Linked DNA regions of Mus musculus: region 1 is linked to region 2. A link is a contact called in public HiChIP or PLAC-seq data. All regions are on one chromosome and are shown on one strand. The core of a region is the stretch at or near the end of the contact, and the rest is flanking DNA. Distances in the headings are between cores, read along the strand shown. Region 1 has its middle 25 kb from the start of Ppt1. Region 2 has its middle 27 kb from the start of Mfsd2a.

Evidence for each region. HiChIP or PLAC-seq counts read pairs in DNA pulled down with a chosen protein or histone mark.
Region 1: a BATF HiChIP or PLAC-seq map of CD8 T cells shows a contact between it and region 2, with 5 read pairs. The contact joins two enhancer-like sites. A contact is called at or near these places in 1 of 15 datasets of contacts at CTCF or cohesin (CD8 T cells), 3 of 484 Hi-C or Micro-C datasets (the N1E-115 cell line, embryonic fibroblasts and liver) and 1 of 115 datasets of contacts at active chromatin or transcription factors (CD8 T cells).

The regions. Positions count from the first base shown.
Region 1 is chr4:122,810,017-122,812,856 of GRCm38.p6, forward strand. No RefSeq gene overlaps it. Among named protein-coding and RNA genes, the nearest start is that of Ppt1, 25 kb to the right of the region's middle. Within about 2 kb of position 1,290, at least 9 of the 459 cell types and tissues checked have an H3K27ac peak or open chromatin away from gene starts, as enhancers often do. A contact at or near this core is called in CD8 T cells, where this site is marked.
Region 2 is chr4:122,932,639-122,935,562 of GRCm38.p6, forward strand. No RefSeq gene overlaps it. Among named protein-coding and RNA genes, the nearest start is that of Mfsd2a, 27 kb to the right of the region's middle. Within about 2 kb of position 1,448, at least 84 of the 459 cell types and tissues checked have an H3K27ac peak or open chromatin away from gene starts, as enhancers often do. A contact at or near this core is called in CD8 T cells, where this site is marked.

The sequences.
Region 1 (2,840 bases), core at 40-2,539, 120 kb before region 2:
CCACCTGACATGGGTGCTGGGAACTGAACTATGGTCTCCTGGAAGAGCAGTTGGTGCTCTTAACTGCTGAGACATCTCTTCAGCTCTTGAGTCCACATTGTACAACTGTCACCACCATCCACCTCCAGGGTCCTTCTTGCCAAACTCAAACTCAGTACCCACTTACGATAACTAGTTTTGGTACAAGCTAGAGACATCTGAGAGGAAACATCAACTGAGTATATGCCCCCATCAGATCAGGCTGCAAACAAGCCTGTAGGACATTTTCTTAGTGATTGACATTGGAGGGCCCAGCCACCCTGGGCTGGTGGTCCTGTGTTCGATAACAAAACAGACTGAGCAAGCCATGGAAATCAAACCAGTAAGCAGCACTCATCCATGGCCTCTGCATCAGCTCCTGCCTCCAAGTTCCTGCCCTATTTGAGTTTCTGCCTTCACTTCCTTCAGTGACAATAGAACTATAAGTAAGGTTAACTCTTTCTTCTCCAAGCTGCTTTTGGTCATCACAGCAATTATCACCCTAACACTCCACTAAACAATGACTCCTTATTCCCTGTAATGGTTAATACTGATTGTCAACTCGTCAGAATCTAAATTCAGCTAGGAGACAAACATCTTGGCATGCCTGAGATGGTTTTTAGACTGAGCATACTGAGGTTGGGAGACTTGCCTTAAATGTCGATGGCACCATTTCATGGGCTCGGGAAAGGAGAAAAAAAACCTGAGCAACAGCCTTCATCGTTCTCTTTGCTTCCTGGCTGTGGATGCAATGGAACAACCTGACTCAAGCTCCTGCCACCACGCTTGTCCTGCCGTGACGGACTGTACCCTCACACTGTGAGCCAAGAGGCCAAGTGTGGTAGTGTACATCTTAAATCCCAACACTCAAAAGGCAGAGGCAGGAAGAGCTCTATGAGTTCAAGCCAGCTGGGTCTACATAGTGAGTTCCAGAGCTGTATAGTGAGACTGTCGACAGACAGGCAGACAGACTGATTGGAGTCATGAGTCAAAATAAATCCTTCCTCCTTGTTTTTCTCAGGTATTTTTTCAAGCAATGAGAAAAGTAACTGACGCCCTCCACCTCTCCGTCCTCCCTGGCAATCACCATTCTATCTACTTCCTGTCTTTATAATTTTGATTGCTGTTAAGTACCTCATAGAGATGAAGTGTTAAATTAAATATGAAAGCTGCTACAAATATGTATCTCCAAGTATTTCTTCAATACCTGCCTTTGAGTCCATACCAAGAAGTGCAAGTGTTGAGTCATATAGTGGTTCTATTTTTAAATTCTTTTCAATTTCATTTTACATGTATGGGTACATATCTACGTGTAGCTGCATTATCTGTGTGTGCCATGTGGGTGTCTAGTGCCCACAGAAGCAATAATAGGGAACTGGATCTCCTGTAACTGAAGTTACAGATGCTTGTGGGCTGACAGGTAGGTACTTAGAATCAGACCTAGGTCCCCTGGAAAAACAGCCAGTGCTCTTAACCATTGAGCTATTTCTCTAACCCTGTAATCTTTTTAATTTTTCAGGATAGTACCAGATTGTCTCCTATATTCTCTGTATCTCTTTACATTATTACCAATAATATGCAAGGTTGTAGTTTGTCCACATCCTCAACAACACTTGGTTTGGTTTGGTTTGGTTTGGTTTGGTTTGGTTTGGTTTGGTTTGGTTTGGTTTGGTTTTGGTTAATATTAACCTTTGTAAATACTATGGAATGCATGTTTCTGCCTCAGCTCTAAACAAAACTCCAACAAGCATAGGAGATAATGGGGCTAAAAGGACTTTTAATTCCATATTTAGTCTTTGACCACAGTTTCTCACAGAAATATTCTCAGGCCTTTATAATTTCGAGGGAAAGGGCTGGCTGGGATCCTTTATAGGAGTGGGTCAGGGTCTAGGGAATAAGGAAGTTGATGAGGCTATAGGAGGATATGTGCAGGTTTGTGGTCTCTTCTTCCTGGAATTGTTGGATCAGCTTAGACAGACTATCTTGAGAAATGACTGTCTCAGTAAACATTCCTCTCTGTGGCTGACTGATAACTGTTGGGTAAGGCCAGCCGAAACTTCCTAAGAATTCTGTATTTACAACTGAGGGACTCTGATATGATTGATAGCTTGTATAATCCCAATGATAGGACAATGGAGACAGAAATATCCCTGTGGTTGACTGGCCAGCCACCTTAGCTTAATTGGTGAGCTCCAGTTCTCTAGAGAGACCTTGTCTCAAAAAATATAATAATAATAATAATAATAATAAAGATGATGGCAGGTGGCTCCTAAGCAATGACATCTGAGGTTAACCTCTGTTCTTCACAAACATGGATACCTGCACACATACAAATGCATACATATATGCACTTATACACATATACTACAAGAAGTATAGATACTGAAAAGATTCTGGAATGCTATCATCTGGAGGTACCACAATATGGTGGACAAAGAAAGGTCATGCTATGGGAGACCTGTGTGACCTTTCACGTGTCTTCCCTGTGTGGTACTCAATTTTCTTTCTTCATTTTCAGCTGGGTTGGACTGGGTTTTTTATTGAGACAAGGATTCTCTGTGTAGCCCTGGCTGTCCTGGGATTTGCTCTATAAACCAGAAAGATCTGCTTGTATTGAAGGCAAAGTCAAGAGCCTGAATGAAGAAGTATCTGATGCCATTGGCCAAGTTACCACACCAGAAGGACAGGACTCCCTTGTTGGCCAAGTCCAGGAAGAGCTGGCTGTTTCACTGCTGTCCAGGGTGTGGGACCATCTTCAGGTAGGAGTGTGAAATAACTTATCATCCCTGTTCCTTGGGGATACAAACCCTGCAGTCTATAAT
Region 2 (2,924 bases), core at 198-2,697:
CAAACTCATTGCTGTGTGGAGCTTAACTTCAGCTAGTGACAGCTGTTCTTGAAGGTGAAGAGGACTCAGAACAAAAGGAATAAGTAAACTGGAAATGGAAACAGCAAGTTTTGTTCTTACTTTACTGTATGTGTCCTGCATATTTATCTGTGTACCACCTGCATGAGTTACAGGCAGTTTCAAGATGCAATCTGTTTGCCGAAATCAAACCTGGGTCCTCTGAAGGAGCAGTTGGTGCTCTTATCTGTTTTGGGTGCTGACCAGAGCCTAAGAATGGTTCCTCTAGCGTTTTGGGCTCCTCACTCTTCCTCTGAAGTCCCCTTCCTTGTCTGCCATGATGTAGTTGACATTCACGATGGCTTAACTCAAATGGCTCAGCTTTTTTCTTCTCTGTCTTCCTCCTCCTAGCAGTTGTCATGCTGTACAGGTTTTTCTTTCGAATAAAATTGTCCCTGGGCTTCCATTTGAGTCTGCTTTTAAATTCTCTTACTAATGAGACTAAAAAGCCCAAGAGGGGACTCTGATTTCCTGAGCATTAGTGACTCTGATGGGATTTCCCCAAATTTTCCAGTAACAGAGATATAACATTCAAGACAGGAAGATCTTTTTAATACCACTCTAGAAACGAAAGTCAACCTCAGACTCTGATGAGCTGTCTGCCAAAGGCATATGCAAACAGAGACACCCAGCTACCCGGAAGCAGCATTTGACCAGGTAAAGGTTGGGCTCTTCCTTGGTCACTGGGTCAATTTAGGGAACTAGAGAGCAGGCTCAGATCCTCCCAAATGACCAAGCCCATTTGCTAGAAATCAGACTGCTGGGAAGAAGGAAATGAAGGGGTGAAGAATAGGTTTTGGAAAGTGAGGTTGGGGCAGGACTCAAGATAACACTAAGATGGATTACTGGGGAGTAAGGAGTGTATTAGAAGAGTTAGTAGTGCCATGAATAAATGGATGGGGGAGTGGTGAGTGGAGGGCCGGAGAAATGGCTCAGCGATTAAGAGCACTGGCTTCCTCTTCCAGAGGACTCAGGTTCTGTTCCCAGCACATAGTGGCTCACAGCTGTCTGCAGCTCCAGTTCCAGGGGATCCAAAGCCCTTCTCTGACCTTCATGGGTACCAGGCACACATATGGTACACAGACAGACAGACACAAAAGACAGAGGGCAAGACAAGACACCTATACACATAAAAATAAATAAATGAAAGTAGTTTTTAAAAGACCAGGCATAATGGCACAGACCTGTAATCCCAGCATTCAGGAGGCAGAGGTAAGTAGATCTCTGTGTGTTTGAGGCCAGCATGTCTACATGGTAAGTTCCAGTCTAGTCACAGCTATGTAAAGAAACCTTGTCTCAAAAAAAAGTACAGGACTTACAACAGAGGAAGAAGACACACACAGAGACAGGAAATGCCCTCAGCTTTTACTCTAAAGCAGGTGGTAACTGCACCTTGTCTGCTGTGGCGGGGGCTGGGGCCTGACCTCACAGTCTTTCATGATTGACTAGTTTTAAAAGAATCCGGGGGGGGGGGGGGGGACATGAAGGAAACCAAGCGTTGAGAATGCAGAACTTGAGTTCTGAGAATGCAGCAGGAACTCTGTGTAATGTAAGTTTTATAAGGTGGGGGAGATAAAAAGATTTGAGGTTTACAGTGTTTGACAGAAAGGGCTAATATTTAATGTTTCTTACAATGCAAACTCACTTCCCAGGTGAGAATTCTGGTACCAGGATCCTCTCACAGACAGGGACAGTCGGTAGAGTGCCTTGTAGACATCTCTGAAAGGGGTCGAGGAAGCTGCTGCACCTTGTGGTCTAATATATAGACTACAGACTGTTGGGTCAGAAGGAAATTCCAGTTCCCCAAACTCCAAACCATAGTCCAAATATCCAGAAATGAGCCCAACCTGGGCCGTAGGAGGATTTCTAGTGGTCAGATAAAAGCCACTGCAGCTCAGCAACTTGAGAAGCTGGTTCCTATCTACCTCTGGTAGAAGGGATGTGTGTGTGGCTAACTATCAGCATAGCAAAGCTCATGCTGGCCTCCAGGCTCCCCCATATCACAAGCACCTGCTATATATTTCAGAGTCCATGCCAGTATCCCAGCCCTTCTTACTGCCTCCCCGAATCTAAACTCCCCCTGCCCCCCCCCCCCAGCTACTCATTCTCTTTATAGTCTTGCTATTCTCGCTATGTGTTCTCTATGCTCTGTGCCTGCTTCTCTTGTTATGGTTTTTCTATTCTCTAACTCTCCCCCCACACACATACACACACTACTCTCTCACAGGTAGCCCTGGCCGAGTCCAGTCTACCAGCCATGTTCAGTCTATTTATTTTCTCTCTGCTCAGGAGTCTTCCAGATGCCTCTGGCTGTTCTTGCTCTCATGGGTACAATAAAAACCTTCCCCCACACGGCACCATGACTTGGTCATGTCATCAGTTTACATACAGACTAGATTGCAATACCACATTCTTACAAGTAGATACAGGATAAGAGTCTTGCTTGGTCCTTGGGAAAAATAACAGATTTAATGAGGAAACACAAATTTCTGGTGAAAAATAAGTATGTTAAATTTGAACAGAAATCCCCCATGCCCCACTGACATTCTATTCCGCTTCTGTCCACATCCCCTCTCAGAACCTGGAGGCTAAGACAGGTTGTCCCTGTCTTTCAAGCTGCGTGGAAGTTTCTGAAGGGAAGGTACAGTGGTTGTGGTGACGGTCCAAGATGGGGGTCACAGAGGACCTGAGTTTTGTATCTCTTAGGAAACCACTAGAAAGTCAGGACCTTCTGTCCCCGTCTACTTCTCTGATCTCAGGCCACTTTACAAGACCTAAGACTCTTCTCAAGCCACTTGGCCACAGCGGATCACCTCGATGGAGAGGACCTGGCACACCCACCCCGAGCTAGTTCCAGAAGGATTTAT